Regions from separate parts of the Mus musculus genome. Here region 1 is linked to region 2. The links are chromatin contacts, called in public HiChIP or PLAC-seq maps. All regions are on one chromosome and are shown on one strand. Each heading gives the region's core, a stretch centred on a gene start, on an enhancer-like site or on the middle of the called end of the contact. The rest is flanking DNA. Distances are from core to core; before and after follow the strand shown. Region 1 holds the start of Gm35333 (a long non-coding RNA gene). Region 2 holds the start of Tut7 (terminal uridylyl transferase 7).

The links. HiChIP or PLAC-seq counts read pairs in DNA pulled down with a chosen protein or histone mark.
Region 1: a contact with region 2 is called in a FOXA1 HiChIP or PLAC-seq map of pancreatic cancer cells. The contact joins the enhancer-like site here to the promoter of Tut7 in region 2. A contact is called at or near these places in 3 of 39 promoter capture datasets (cranial neural crest, maxillary cranial neural crest and second pharyngeal arch cranial neural crest) and 5 of 115 datasets of contacts at active chromatin or transcription factors (craniofacial prominence, embryonic midbrain, kidney and 2 more).

What each region holds. Positions count from the first base shown.
Region 1 is chr13:60,428,497-60,435,378 of GRCm38.p6, reverse strand. It overlaps Gm35333 (a long non-coding RNA gene), which reads left to right and starts at 619. Exons shown (of 4, transcript XR_873552.2): 1 at 619-832. Within about 2 kb of position 3,733, at least 31 of the 459 cell types and tissues checked have an H3K27ac peak or open chromatin away from gene starts, as enhancers often do. A contact at or near this core is called in pancreatic cancer cells, where this site is marked.
Region 2 is chr13:59,819,655-59,826,718 of GRCm38.p6, reverse strand. It overlaps Tut7 (terminal uridylyl transferase 7), which reads left to right and starts at 3,609. Exons shown (of 27, transcript NM_001373962.1): 1 at 3,609-4,086; 2 at 4,609-5,159. The coding sequence starts at 4,640.

The DNA.
Region 1 (6,882 bases), core at 2,484-4,983, 610 kb before region 2:
CCTCCTTTATGAAAATACTTTCATCATGAAATCTCTCAACCCTGAGCTCATATGTTCCCTTCTAATAACAAACGTTTTACTGTGAGTTTACAGAAGGTTGAAGAAACACTGGCTTTAGATTCTTAATAATACAGAAAACAGTTTTGCTCTAAGCCCCAGGACAGTGTTTTATGGAATTTTCTTTCTTTAAAAAAAAAAAAAAAAAGCAGAACAAAGAACAGTCGCAATAGCCAGATCCGTGGCTCTTGCTGTTTCCCTCCAGGCCCTAAATGGTAACCAGACATGAACTTAAATTCCCTGGCCCCTGTGGCTGCTTTCCCCTTCCCCTTTTTCTCTTGAGGTTCATTATTTTCTCCAAATTAAAACATTCTGTTTGGAAAGAGGGAGTATAAAGAGTCAGGGCAGCGGCAAGCTCCCATTGCTCGAAGGGAGTACATCTTAGGGAAGCCTTCCTTGCCAGTTTTCTGATATGATTAATTGAAAGGAGCCTGGTTTATAGTTAGATGAGATCACCTTTTAAGGAACTCTTCCCTCATTACCCATAATAGTGCGGTTGAAAAAAACTCTTTCTTGGGATAGTTTAGAGACTTGGATACGTAAATAGGAAGTTTAGTCCCCATGCTAAGGTTTGAGTATTCCGGGACAAAGCAAAACCCAACTGAGCCCTGCTTTCTTACAGCTGGTAAGAAGGTGGAAGTCACAGATGTTAGCACTCAGAGGAGAAGGTAGACTTCCTCGTCCTGAGAGAGGAATATGGAGGAGGGGAGGAGTGTGTGCTGTGCATTGCTAACAAGGGATTTCTCCCAGGGAAGGGTGATGGCTTCTGGAGAGGGTGAGTTTTGTGTGTGCCTGAGAGAAATGGTATGTGAAGAGGCCAAAGGAGGTGGGAGGCGATGTGGTTCTGAGTCTGGCATAGAGAATGGAGGGAGTGGGAGCTGGGCTAGAATCAGAGGTTTCCTGTCCCCTGGGGAGAGCTACAACGAGCTAAGTCCTTGCATTAGAAAGGACTCCTCTTCCAGGCTACACAGCAGATTTTTTTTTCCCCCAGAAGACCAGAATGGATTAATTCAGACATTCACTGTGTCTTATGCAGCATAGGCCTTGACCTTCTCTCTACAGCGGTGAGGTGAGATGTTCCTAGTTCCAAGTTTGATACCTCACATTCTGGTCCTCAGACATGAGAACTCTGTAAATGTTCTTCCATCTGCTTGTTCACTTTGGACCACTGTTCTCCTTGGTCATTCTTGATCATCTGGATTCAGAACAACTTTAGTCTGACTCCTTGTTTTATAGACAATGACCCACAAGCCCAGTGAGGCACTGCTCTCCCAATCAGGGACTGCCCCAGACTCTTGGCTAGTTTTTTGGCACTCCATGCCTCTCCCTGACCCCTATATTTGGCTCTTCCATTTGAGTGAGCCCCTGCATACTGGTCCCTAACCACTTTCATCTCTGAGTTTATAGAGACTCCAAATACCTGCAGAAAATGATTAATGATCCATTTTATTTCCTGGCATCTCTTAATGCAAAAAGTCTTGGATAGCAACCAATTTAATTTAGACTTTAGAAACTGCCATTTTGTTTCAACCTGGCTTATGTTAATGATATTTTTTAAATGCCTGAAGCTATGAAGCATAAATAAGACCCTCAAATAACATTTTTCCTTTTATAGAGTTGCACAGAATGCAATGTAAAGTTGAAATACACACACACATACACACATATATACAAACATACACATTATATGTATATATATGCATATATATATTCTCTTACAGTTTTGGAAAAAATATATAATATTTCTCTTTTTTCCTTAATTTACTTAAATTTTGAAAACTGATGGCATTTCTTATTAAATTTATAATAAATATTTTTTTATAATTGGATTGTGTTACCTACATTTTATCCTAGAGTTTCCTGGAGTTGAAAATTACCTCTAAAAAGAAATGCTGTGACTAAACTTAGGCTGTGCAGGTTAAAACAAAAAGCTCGTAGGGGATTCTCTGACTGCCAGCTCTCTTTATTTTTATATTTTAAAGATTTATTTTATTATATGTGTATGAGTGTTTTACCTTGCACTCATTTATATGCACCATGTATGTGCATGCTGTACCTTCAGGTGCCAGAAGAGGGTGTCAGATCCTCAAGAACTGTGGCCACAGGTTGCCAAGGTGTGTGGGCACTGGGAACTTAACTTGGGTCCTCTGTAAGAGTGTCAGATGCTCTTAACAGTTGAGCCATCTCCCCCTGCTCTTAATTGTGGCAATCTCTCTTTGGCTCCCTCCAGCTCTTTTTTATAGAATTCATTTCTGAGAGAAAACAGCCATGTTTCAGTTGTGCAGGTGACAAGAGACTGAAAAATTAGGAAGAGATTTTATCTGGGTAGAAAGAATCTATTACAGAACTTTTGATGCAGACTTCCTGTCTCCCCTTTCTCTTCTGCACCATGCAGATGTTTTATGAACTCTATTTGCAGAGATGAAATTGATGTCCAGAAAAACGAACTAAATTCATTTTTGTCTTAGTCAGGGTTTCTATTCCTGCACAAACATCATGACCAAGAAGCAAGTTGGGGAAGAAAAGGTTTATTCAGCTTACACTTCCATACTGCTGCTCATCACCAAAGGAAGTCAGAACTGGAACTCAAGCAGGTCAGGAAGTAGGAGCTGATGCAGAGGCCATGGAAGGATGTTACTTACTGGCTTGTTTCCCCTGGCTTGCTCATCTTGCTTTCTTATAGAACCACCAGCCCAGAGATGACACCACCCACAATGGGCTGGGCCCGCCCCCATTGATCACTAATTGACAAAATGCCTTACAGCTGGATCTCGTGGAGGCATTTCCTCAGGAGAGGCTCCTTTCTCTGTGGTAACTCCAGCTTGTGTCAAGTTGACACACAAAACCAGCCAGTACACCCAGTTAAAATAGAGTAAGTCCTTGTGGCTGTTAAGAGGTAGGAGGACATCCCACCTGGTGTGTCACTTGGATGAGAAGGTAGAGCGCAATGCAGGGAGCCTACCCTGGAACACTGGAATTCACGTCTCAATGTCCACTGTGAGCTTTCGCTTTCCTTTTGTGCGATCAGAAGAGGTCAAAGTGGCACAGGTCAGACCTTTCTCAGCATTGTCACAGAGATTCCCAAGCTGAGAGGCACAAGCCTGGTTCTGTCGTGGTGACTATGGGAAGCTGACATGCTAATAGACTGATTCTAGTGTATGAGTTTCCATTGGCTGCTGTAACAACCAAGATACCTTAACATATCAAAACTTTATTCTCTTACAGTTTTGGAAAACAGAAGTTCAGAGTCAGGGTGTTGTGGGAGGACATCGGTCCTTCCTGAAGGAGCCAGACGTGAACACTCTTCTTGCTTATAGCACTGAGTCACTTCCCACTGTGATTTGTAGCTCCTGCACACACAACGTTCAGCATCCCTGTTCCTATTACCATCTCACTTCTTGTCTTTGTCAAATTTCTCTTTGCTTCCCTCTTTTAAGGATCCCCATGGCTGCAATTTAGGTCCACTAAAATTATTCAGGAAAGACTCCCTGAATATAATCTTAGACACAGACATGTTTTCAAATAACTCACTTTTATATTATGGAAGGTCTCAGGCCATTATTGACCTTACCATTCTAACCCTGAGTTTGTCATGATGTGTCATACGCATATGGGGGTAAAGGGGAAAGCCCGCAGGCAGGGGGCCAGCAGATGAGTGTCTGCTTGCTCACCAGATCTGGGATGAAACGTTATAATCAGACTCTACAGAACAAACGGCTGAAGCGGTGCTTGAGCAACACCAAGTCCCACGGTGACCACAGCACCATGATTGCTGCTGAATTTGTTTATGAGAGGATCGAAAGCAGCCATGTTTGCGAGCTATGGTGGTTTTCACATCCAGGAAGCTATGTAGAAACAGCTGAGGAGAAATGCATTCCCCCAGAGTGTAAACTGACTTTAAGTTCAAACAGACCGCAAGGCATGAACAGTGAAAAAAAAAATCTTCCCAGGGTCAGGACTATGAAATGGTTTTCAAAACGTTCATCATTTGGCCACTTGGGGTCAAAGGAGGATGTCACTGTGATTTTTCTGGCTGATTTTACCCCTGCATTTGTGCTGCTAAGGACACACAAGGAAATGAGAGTATACAGCTGTAATCACTGGACCTTGTGCTGGAGAAGGGTCCTCCTCCTGACTTCATGCACAAGCCATGGGGGAGAGCAGTGGAGATGTCTCATTAGCTCCAAGTTGACAATCCACTTGAGGTTAAAGACCACAGCAGCACACCCTTCAGAAGGCATTCTTGGTCAGACTGGGTCTGCTTTTCTCCTGTGCTCATCAGAGAGGATTCCGGGTGCCCTCTTCACTGTCCTGGAACCCGTGAGAAGTGGCAGTGTCCTGTTGGACATCCAAGCTGTCCATCCCCTGCCTGGTGCTCTCTGTTCAATGACCAGCAGTGACCATGGTGGACCCTGAGGGGCTATGTACTGTGACAGCCTGTTTTGACTAAATCCATGGATGAAGTGTGTCTTCTTTATGTCAAAAACAATCAGCCTAGGGACTCCATTCCAGGACAGAGTATGTAGCAAAACTCATGTGATTCCATGGCATTGAATGGCAGTCTTAGACAAGATTAGTTTCAAGGATATGCTGACTTTTGGACCTTCTATCTCGCCTTAGGGAGAGTGTGTAAATTCTGCTCTATACCTGTCCTTTCTGGACTTGCTTTCCCAAGCACGTGACATTCTGGTCTCCTGTGTAGAGCAGTGTTGTCTTCGTACCTTTACATTGGTCTTGGGATTGATTTGATTACTGTGCCTAGAATAGCAGTAATCAGCTTTATTTGATGATAATTCACTGATTAAATTCATTGAAGCCTTTCAAATATTTAGAAAGTGTTGTAGACCCAACTCAGATGAAATAATCCCTTCTGCTCTCTGTCGTGTGTGGACACTTATTCCTCAATCCAACTGTGTCCAGAGGTGGGACCTTTAGGGAAATATGGAGATCAAGTGTCTGGCCTCAGAAATGGGTCAACGCTGTTTGTGGGAGTGGGTTTGTTGCAAAGCAACTTCAGTCTTCTCCATGGTGGGAAGGCTTGCACCATGTGATTCCCATTGTCAAGGAAAGAAGGAAAAGGACCGCCTCGCCAGATGTGGCTCGTGACCTCTGCCCAGCCTCCAGAGCTGTGAGCCAGACAAACTTGCAACTTTAGGGTTACTCAGCCTGTGGTGGTCTGCCATGACAGAGCATCCTGACAAGGACACCCTCCCCCCTATCCCCCCTTCCAAGCTCTTTGCATGGAGATTAAATTTTATGCTCACCATAGTTAGAGCTTGAGAAGTGCTCATCTGAGGGAACCTTCAAACGGGGGTCCTAATTGTCCTTGCAGTCAAGGTTCTTGCACAGATGCAAGTCTGGGTTAGCAGAATAGCTTTGCAGCAAGTGAGCAGACTTGGTTGCCCATTTCATGGACGAGATCAGGCATGGTCAGCTGCTGCTCAGCGTCTGAGAATGCGCTGCATCTCACAGTTCTAAAGGGTCCAGAGGGAAAATGCCATATGACAGAAGCAAATGCAATCCTTGTAAAGGAAGTATTTCAGAAAGAACCTAAGAGCTGGGAGACAGGAGGTCTCTGAGTCTGACTTCTGCACACAACATGGCCACTGCACTCTTGAATTCAAAGTGGCTCTGTCACCTACACAAGACTGAGCCTGTCAACCTTCCAGTATGAGTGGTAGAGGGACTCATGGCGGCCCACCTCTAGCTGAGGAGTTATTGCTGGAGAGAGGAAGCCATATCTCTTCATTGGTTAAGTTGTTCATGTCCCAGCCAAAAACCCCATATGCAAGTCCATGCAAGCAGCGCTAATGAAATTCAATAGGCTATTCTTAAAGGGTGCAACAAAGATGGCCCATCAGTTAAGAGCACTGGCTGCTCTTCCAGAGGATCATGCTTGACAGCCAGCACTCACATGATGTGCATAGCCCAGTGCCCCACATGATAGTTCACAATTGTCTGTAACTCCAGTTCTAAGGCATCCAGCGCCCTCTTCTGGCCTCCACAGACACTGAGTGAATATGGCGCCTAGTTGTACATTCAGGCACAACATCCATACACATACAATAGATTTTTTAAAAAAAGTTTTTAAAAAGAGAATGAATGTAGGAGGAAAACTTCTTGGTAAGAAGAAAGGGGACAGGAGGCAGAATAAGAGAAGTAGGTATGAATATGATCAAAATTCATTATATACATGTATGAAATTGTCTAAGAATTAATACAATTATTTAATAAAAATGAATGGGTCTCCAACCTTTAACATTTTTATATAATTATCTCAAAAAGGTACTAGAACTGAAGACAGTGGTGTAAAGAGTAAGGCAGCCTCAGAAGCAATGAAGAAAGGAAAGGAGGGAGGGAGGGTGGGAAAGAGAGAGGAAGAGGGAAAGAGGGAAGGCAGGAAAGAAGGAGGGAGAGGTGGAGAGAGGGAGGGAGGTAGAGAAGGAGGGGGGAGAAAGAGAGGGAAGGCAGGAGAGAGGGAGGAAGAGGAGGGAAGGAGGGAGAAAGGGAAGGAAGACAGGAGAGAGGGAGGGAGAGAGGGAGGGAAGAAGGGAGGAAGTTAGGGAAGACAGGAGAGAGGGAGGGAAGGCAGGAGGGGAGGAGAGAGTAAGGGAGGGAGGGAGAAAGGGCAGGAAGGAGAGAGAAAAGGAGGGAAGGAAAGAAGGAGAGAGGGAAGGAGGAAGGGAGAGAGAGTGGTAAGGAGAGAGGGAGGAGATACTTAGATGTCAGTATGAACAGCATTGGCAATCTGTGTCAAAGACAGGGAAGCTTAATGGTCTACTATCTGCTCTTAAAATACTCTATTGACCTACTCTGGTAGCCGCC
Region 2 (7,064 bases), core at 2,360-4,859:
TTTCTTTTGAGATAGGATCTTGATATAAAGTCCTGCATATCCTGATACTTGCTATATAGACCAAACAGTCCTGAACTTGTGGTAATCCTCCTGCCTCAAGCACTGGAATTACACTTCTCTCCCCCTCCCCCTTCCTCCTCCCCCCCCCCCCCCGTGTGTATGTGTGTGAGTGTGTGTGTGTACCCAGGATGTCCTCAAGCTCACAGAATTCTCCTGCCTCAGCTTTCTGACTATATAGGAATGCACCATGAAACCTGGCTTAACACATCTTAATCTCTCTGTGACCAACTTGGAATAAAACTCTTTTGACCTTTTTACCTGCTTTCATCTTATCAGCTTGTAAAGAAAAGCAAAAGAAGGCAGGAACCAAAGATCCAATACATGTCAAGTTTTACCTTCAGGAAAAATAGTAAATGTGTGTCTGAAGGTAAACAAAGTTGTGTGCACACTTTAAGAACCTGTGTTCACCCTTAGAAGCAACAAGAACTTAAGACAAGCTTAACTCTCTGGAAGCTACTGACTGTGGCAAGCCAGCCAAGCCAGGCTGATTGGCAGCTGGCACCAAGTTGCAGCCTAGAGAAGTGGTAAGAAGTCACTGGACTTTGGACATGTTTATCTTTCTTTCTTTTCTCAGGAGTATTTAAAGAAAGAGTCAAAATAACTTACTAACAAAGTGGACAAAGAAAAGCATTGAGAGAAAGAGAAAAACACTTAGCTGATAAAACTATGAGGACAATTTTACTTTACAGACTTCTGATTTCTCCGACCTACAGAACAAAGGATAGAGTTTGTTACAAATGTAACCTGGTAACAACTTCTATCCCCTACAGAAGATACATTGTAACATGAAGAGCAGTGTCTCGAGTCTGCAACATCTATTGCCTCCTGTCCCCATGTTTGTGCTCCAGGTTACTGAAGCAATGCCACAGACATTTTAAGAAGCTGTCTTCCTCTTAAGGACTTCCAAGCAAATCCAAAGCAAACGTTTCAACTGCAATAGAATTTTCATGACCAATATAAATCTCCAATATATTCTGACAGGTTTATTTTGCAGTCAGTAGTTTTTTTATTAGTACTAGGTCCTCAGTATGATTTTTTTTCAGTCCTGGAGAGGGAATCCAAAGCATTCTTCCAAATGAGCTGCATCCTCAAATGAATAATATTTCAAACATTTCTTATTTTTATTATGTGTGTGCATGTGTGTGTGTGAGTACAGTTGCCCTAAGTAGCCAGAAGCATTTGTATCCTCCTGGAGCTGGAGTGACAGGTGGTTCTAAGCAACCTAAAATGGATGACTAGAACTGAACTTGAGTCTTCTGCAAGAGCAGCCACTGCTCTTAACCACTGAGTCACTTCTACAGCCCCTGAAGATGCATATCTCTCTCTATTTGGGATTTATTTTTAATGTGTATGAGTGTTTTGCTAACATATTGTCTATACACATGTGTATCTGTTGCCCCATAGAGGTCAGAAGAGGGCCATGGAACCCCTGGAACTGAAATTATGATCAGTAGTGAACTAGTATGTTGGGGCAAGAGTAATAAATTCTCAAAAACAACTGAGCCATATCTCCAGCACTCAACATGAACCTTAAGAGCAACTATTTAAAATAGGAAAAGACTACGGATATATATTGAAGAGAATGCATATAAAATATTCTAAATCCTTAGAACAGTGTGTGCTGTGTACTTCCTCTAGGGTTCTAGGAACCAAGGACTTACCTAAGCCAGGACTTCAGAGATTACTCACCTGGGTGTGGTGACGCGGCTTTGGCCCATCATAAATATAATGATGCATCGTCAGCTCCCTTTGGACTCGATGAAATGCCACTGTCTGCCTGGCAAACAGATTATTAGTTTGGCTCCGATGAATTTTCAGAACAAAAGACATCTACATAAGAGGCTATCACAAATGTTTTAAGAGTATGTTTCAAGTCACACAGAGCTGCTAAGAACACATGCTTCCCGCTGGTGAAGGTTTGGATTTCAATCAGGTCTCCTTAAGGGCCAAGCTTTGCCATTGGTTTTTCCCCTAGAGTACTTTCTAATGTACCTTCGTCCTTTCTGAAGGGTGTGTGTGTGTCCTTGTGTGTGTGTGTGTCTGTGTGTGGGCATGCAGGTGCTGGTGGAGTCCACTCGTGTCAGATCCCCTAGGAGACCAGTTATAGACAGCTGTGAGCAACCACCTTGGGTGATGGGAAGTGAAATTTGCTCCTCTGTAAAAGTAGCAAATCTTCTCACCCATTCCCTCAGCCCCCTCATTCTCTTAATACGTCTACATTGCTTGGTGGTCAGAGTCTGATACATGGAACTTTTACTGTCAGTGACAGGAACTCTCAAGTTATATTCAGAACAGCTACTAGCTGTGGGACCCTAGAGAAAGATGGCTTTCTGGGAAGGCTTGTCTGGCCTCAGTGGGAGAGGATGTGCCTTATGATACCAGGGTTGGGCAATGAAGTGGGGGGGGGACACCCTCTCAGAGGTGAAAGGAGGGGTCCTGGGGAAAGGAAGGGGGAGGGGGGAACCAGGATGCAGCATTTGGAATGTAAATACTTTTTTTTTTTTCCGAGACAGGGTTTCTCTGTGTAGCCCTGGCTGTCTTGGAACTCACTCTGTAGACCAGGCTAGCCTTGAACTCAGAAATCCCCAAACCCACACAGCAAGAGGAAACTGACAAAACAAGTTGGTTGTAGAATATCAACCATTTAGCTATGTCTCTTTTGCTTTTTAAATTTCAATTGTATTCCTTTCTTCCTGAACTAGTAGGATTGAGTTAGTATTTATTTACAGTTTTAAAGACAGTTTCTTGGAATAGCAAAGGCTGTATGCATTCTTCACTTTAAGACTGTTGGCTAAAGAACCCAATGGATTTAAATTTATACTTTGTAGAGGTAGAAATGAAAACTGCCTTATTTTTTCCAGCACTTCTATTCATTAGTTGCTTGAGGCTTTCAAGGCATGTAGGACACTTTAGATAACAATGAATGTTCAATTAGAAAAAAAAAAAGCAACTCTGTGTTGTTTGCTAAGTTTTTGTTTTTTGTTTTTTTGAGACAGGGTTTCTCTGTGTAGACGTAGCTGTCCTGGAACTCACTCTGTAGACCAGGCTGGCCTCGAACTCAGAAATCTGCCTCCCTCCAAGTGGGATTAAAGGCATGTGCCACCACTCTCCGGCTGTTTGCTAGTTCTTAAAGAAAAAAAAAAGTTGAATCTCTTTCTACCCCCAGGTCGAGCTTAATCCAGAGGTTTAGGCCGCTGAACTTCCTTCAAGGTCGTTCACAAGGCCCTCACTGAAACTTGGAGCCACTCGGAATTATAAAAAGACCCAGCTTCCCGAGCAGCCACAGAGGGGCGTCGGGGGAACCCGAAAGCACTGGGCGACGGATCTCGCAGGTAGCTAGGGAGCAACCCCGGACCTCTGCGCCCGCACCCGCGGCGCGCCCCCGGCGCTGGGAGGAACCTGGGCGGCGCGCGCTTCCGGTGCGCGCTTCCGGCCAGCCGCGGAGCGCGGGGCGGGGACACCGCAGTCTTCCAATCGCGCACAATGAGACGGCGCTGAGCGCCGGAAGTGGGGCTGAAGGAAAACACGGTGAGGAGCCGGGCCCGGACAGGAAGCGGCGGGGGACCGCAGCGGCGCTGGTGAGTGCTCCGGGGCGCCGTCTCGTCGCGTCCCTCCGGGACTCGCCTCCGGGCTGGGCCCGTGGGTTCCCCCCGCCCCCAGAAGCGTATCTGCCCGGCCCCGAGGTACGTTGGCGCCGTCCTTCTCCGGCCGCCTCGGCCCGGCTGTGCGCCCGGAGCCCTCGGGTTCGAGTCCGCGTCTTCACTTTGTGTCGGGGCTCCGGCCCTGGTCCGGGGAACCCCGGAACCCTGTCAATGGCCGGGCGCTTCCTGCTTCCTATTCCCCACGGCGGCTTCGTGGCCAGTAGCGCGGAACCGCCTCCTCCTTCGCCTGGGGACTCCGCTGGTGGAAACTGAGGCACACAGGGGTGGGGCAGCCGAATGGGGAAGGAAAAGGAGTGTCATCCTGCGGAGGATTGTGGTTGGTGACGAAACTGGACTTGTCTGGGGCTGGGGACTGAGAAGTCGGGTAAGTCAGCTGGCGTTGTCCCTTGGTCGGAAGCCTGGACCCTTAGAGCGGTACCTTAGTGGGAAGTGCTGTCCCTTCGCCCAGCGGTCGCGCCGGGTTGAAAAGCGAAGCTTAGAGTGGGGGCTGATCGAAACTGAAATCTGCTCACATAGTTTCGGCTACTTTGATACCTAAAAGTAATTGCCAACTTTAAAAAAAAGAAATAGATTTGGGAGTTTTGTAACAGTGTTGACTTAGGATGTTTACTTTGAAGAGAGGTGCTTTCGTTACATAGAAGTTACTTCTTTAGTTTCTGAGACTATAGAAGTGTCTTCAGATTTAGTCTTTGTATTAAATAAGGACCAGTTTTTATGAACACTGTAACTTCTGGAATGCATTAATTATTAGGAATGTGGTAACAATTTAATTTTTAAATGGGGGAAGATAAAGGCTTCAGGGCACCCGTGTGTTACTTTGAGTATTTGGTATGATATTATTTTACAATTTTGTTTTGTTCCCCCCTCCCCCAATGCCTTCTTTCAGGTACAAAGTAAGAAAGTTGAAGTCAAAGACCATGGGAGATACAGCAAAACCTTACTTTGTGAAGCGCACTAAAGACCGTGGAATTATTGATGATGATGATTTCAGAAGGGGCCATCCCCAACAAGATTATTTAATAATGGATGATTATGCTAAAGGCCATAGCAGTAAAATGGAAAAGGGCCTTCCAAAAAAGAAGATATCACCCGGGAACTATGGGAACACCCCCAGGAAAGGACTGTATGGGGTTTCCAGCAATCCATATGCATTTAAAAACCCAATTTACAGTCAGCCTGCTTGGATGAATGATAACCACAAAGATCAAAATAAAAAATGGCTATCTGATGAACTCGCTGGTAATGCAGACAGCTGGAGAGAGTTCAAGCCCGGACCTAGGATTCCTGTCATAAGCCGCTCAAGGAAGGAATCCTTTCAGGAAAGTGACGATGCCTACAGGTGGCAGGAGGGGAGAGGCTGCAGAGCTGTGAGAAGGCTGTTTCAGAAAGACCTCAGCAGCCTAGAAGCCATGTCAGAAATGGAAGCAGGAAGTCCTGGTATGCCTCAAGTCTCTAGACTGTGTGTCTGTGCTATTTTCTTCATCCAAATAAGTGTTGTTCTTTTCAGTCATGAGCCCTTTAATGTGAGTGTGTTAGTGTTTGCAGTATAATTGCGCAGCCTCAACATATTTCATGCATTGGACCATCACAAGCTCCAAGGCAGGTGCAGTACTGTCCCCTAAAAACTAAGCAGAAAAGCCAGGCTCATTTTACTTTAGTAAACACCTTATGGGAGAGGAGGAGGGTGGCCACTTAACCTCAGAGATCATACTCTAATTTCCATAGTCGGCATTATTTTTGTGTACATGATTTTAATTTTAAAATAGGTTCAACATGCACATGACAGTATAAAACTGAAAATATTTACTGTTAAGACAGAGTATAGGCTGTGTATATTACAAAGAGGGAGGGAGGCAGGAGGGATGGAGAGAAGTAGTGACAGGGAAAGAGGAAGTTGTGGGGGAAAAAAGAAACCAAGTTTCCGTTTAACCAAACTAACTGGCACAGGACCCCGAGTAGTTGGAATACAAGCTTGACAACAAAATTTGGGAAATAGAAATTTAGAGAATCGTAATGCAGAGAAAAGCAGTGCTGTTCCCTTTCAGAAGAATCAAAATCTGCTGCTGCTTCATGTAGTCAGGGCTAGCCTTAACTAGATTCACTTGCTTGGACCTCCCAGTGCTAAAACTTCATTTCTAATACATTTTTTAATATTGATACAAAGTGATTGTATTTTTCCAAAATGTGCACATAGATGTTGTAATAACAATTATTTGAAAAAAACAGGAAAAAGTTATTTCTATCTAGTCAGTATATTTGCTGAAGTGAAATAAAGTCGTGAGTTGGATGGAAAGCATGAAAACTGTTTATAGTATGAAATTAGACTTGGAAAAATTGCCCCCTTTTGGAGACAGTGTCTCACTGTGTGGTGCCCTGGTGTGGAATTTGCTCTGTAGACCAGACTGGCTTCACAGTGATCCTTAATGCTTTTTCTTCTGAATTAAGGTTTAAAAGGACCCTGTCTCAAAAGAAAATAAATAAAATAAAATGAACCGTAGCTTTACAAATCTTTGAGCTCGGCAGACTAGAAAGGCTGTTGTGTGGGATTCTGGGGTGATGTGGAGCCACATTTTTGTGAGTTGGGCAGCTGCAGTTTGGAGAGGATGCAATTGTCCAGACTTATTTATGCAGTGCTGGATGGGAGAGTGGGACAGAAATCGAAACTGAAATTGGGGATGCATCCTGTCACCCTGGCCATTACCTCAGTCTGCAGGACCTGGCATCCTGACAAGGGAACAGTGTTCATTGGTGGTTTCTGGGCTTTGGATTTCTCTATTACTTCTTAACGTTTTATGCAGACCTTAAGTGTTTCTATTATGGCATTCATGTAGGTGTGGACATTGTTACCTATATTTGTCTTATGGAAATAAAAAATTAAGATATGTGTGTGTTACATGCCTGCAACCCAGAAAGAACTAGGGAGGTTAAGGCGGGAGGGTGGAAGGTTTGAGGGCAGCCTAGACTACCTAGCAAGTCATTCAGGAGGTGGAGCAGGAGGGTCAGGAGAGCTCCCTAGTGAGCTCTCAGCCAGTCTGGATTTTGTGAATAAAACAAAACAAAAATTAAAAAAAAGAAAGGGGGAAGGGGGGTACTGACCTAACTAAGTGGCTGGGGTACTTTAAATGGTACTTTTAAGATAAGGTGTAAGCCAGGCTGAGAGGTACACCGTTAGTCCCAGAGTGCAAGAGGCAGAGACCGACAGACAGACTTGTGGATTTGAGGCCAACCTGGTCTACTTAGAGATTTCCAGGCTAACCAGGGCTACTTAATGAGACCTTGTCTAAAATCACCACTACTAGTATAATAATGAATTATAGATCAATGTTTTACAGCTAGAAGTAT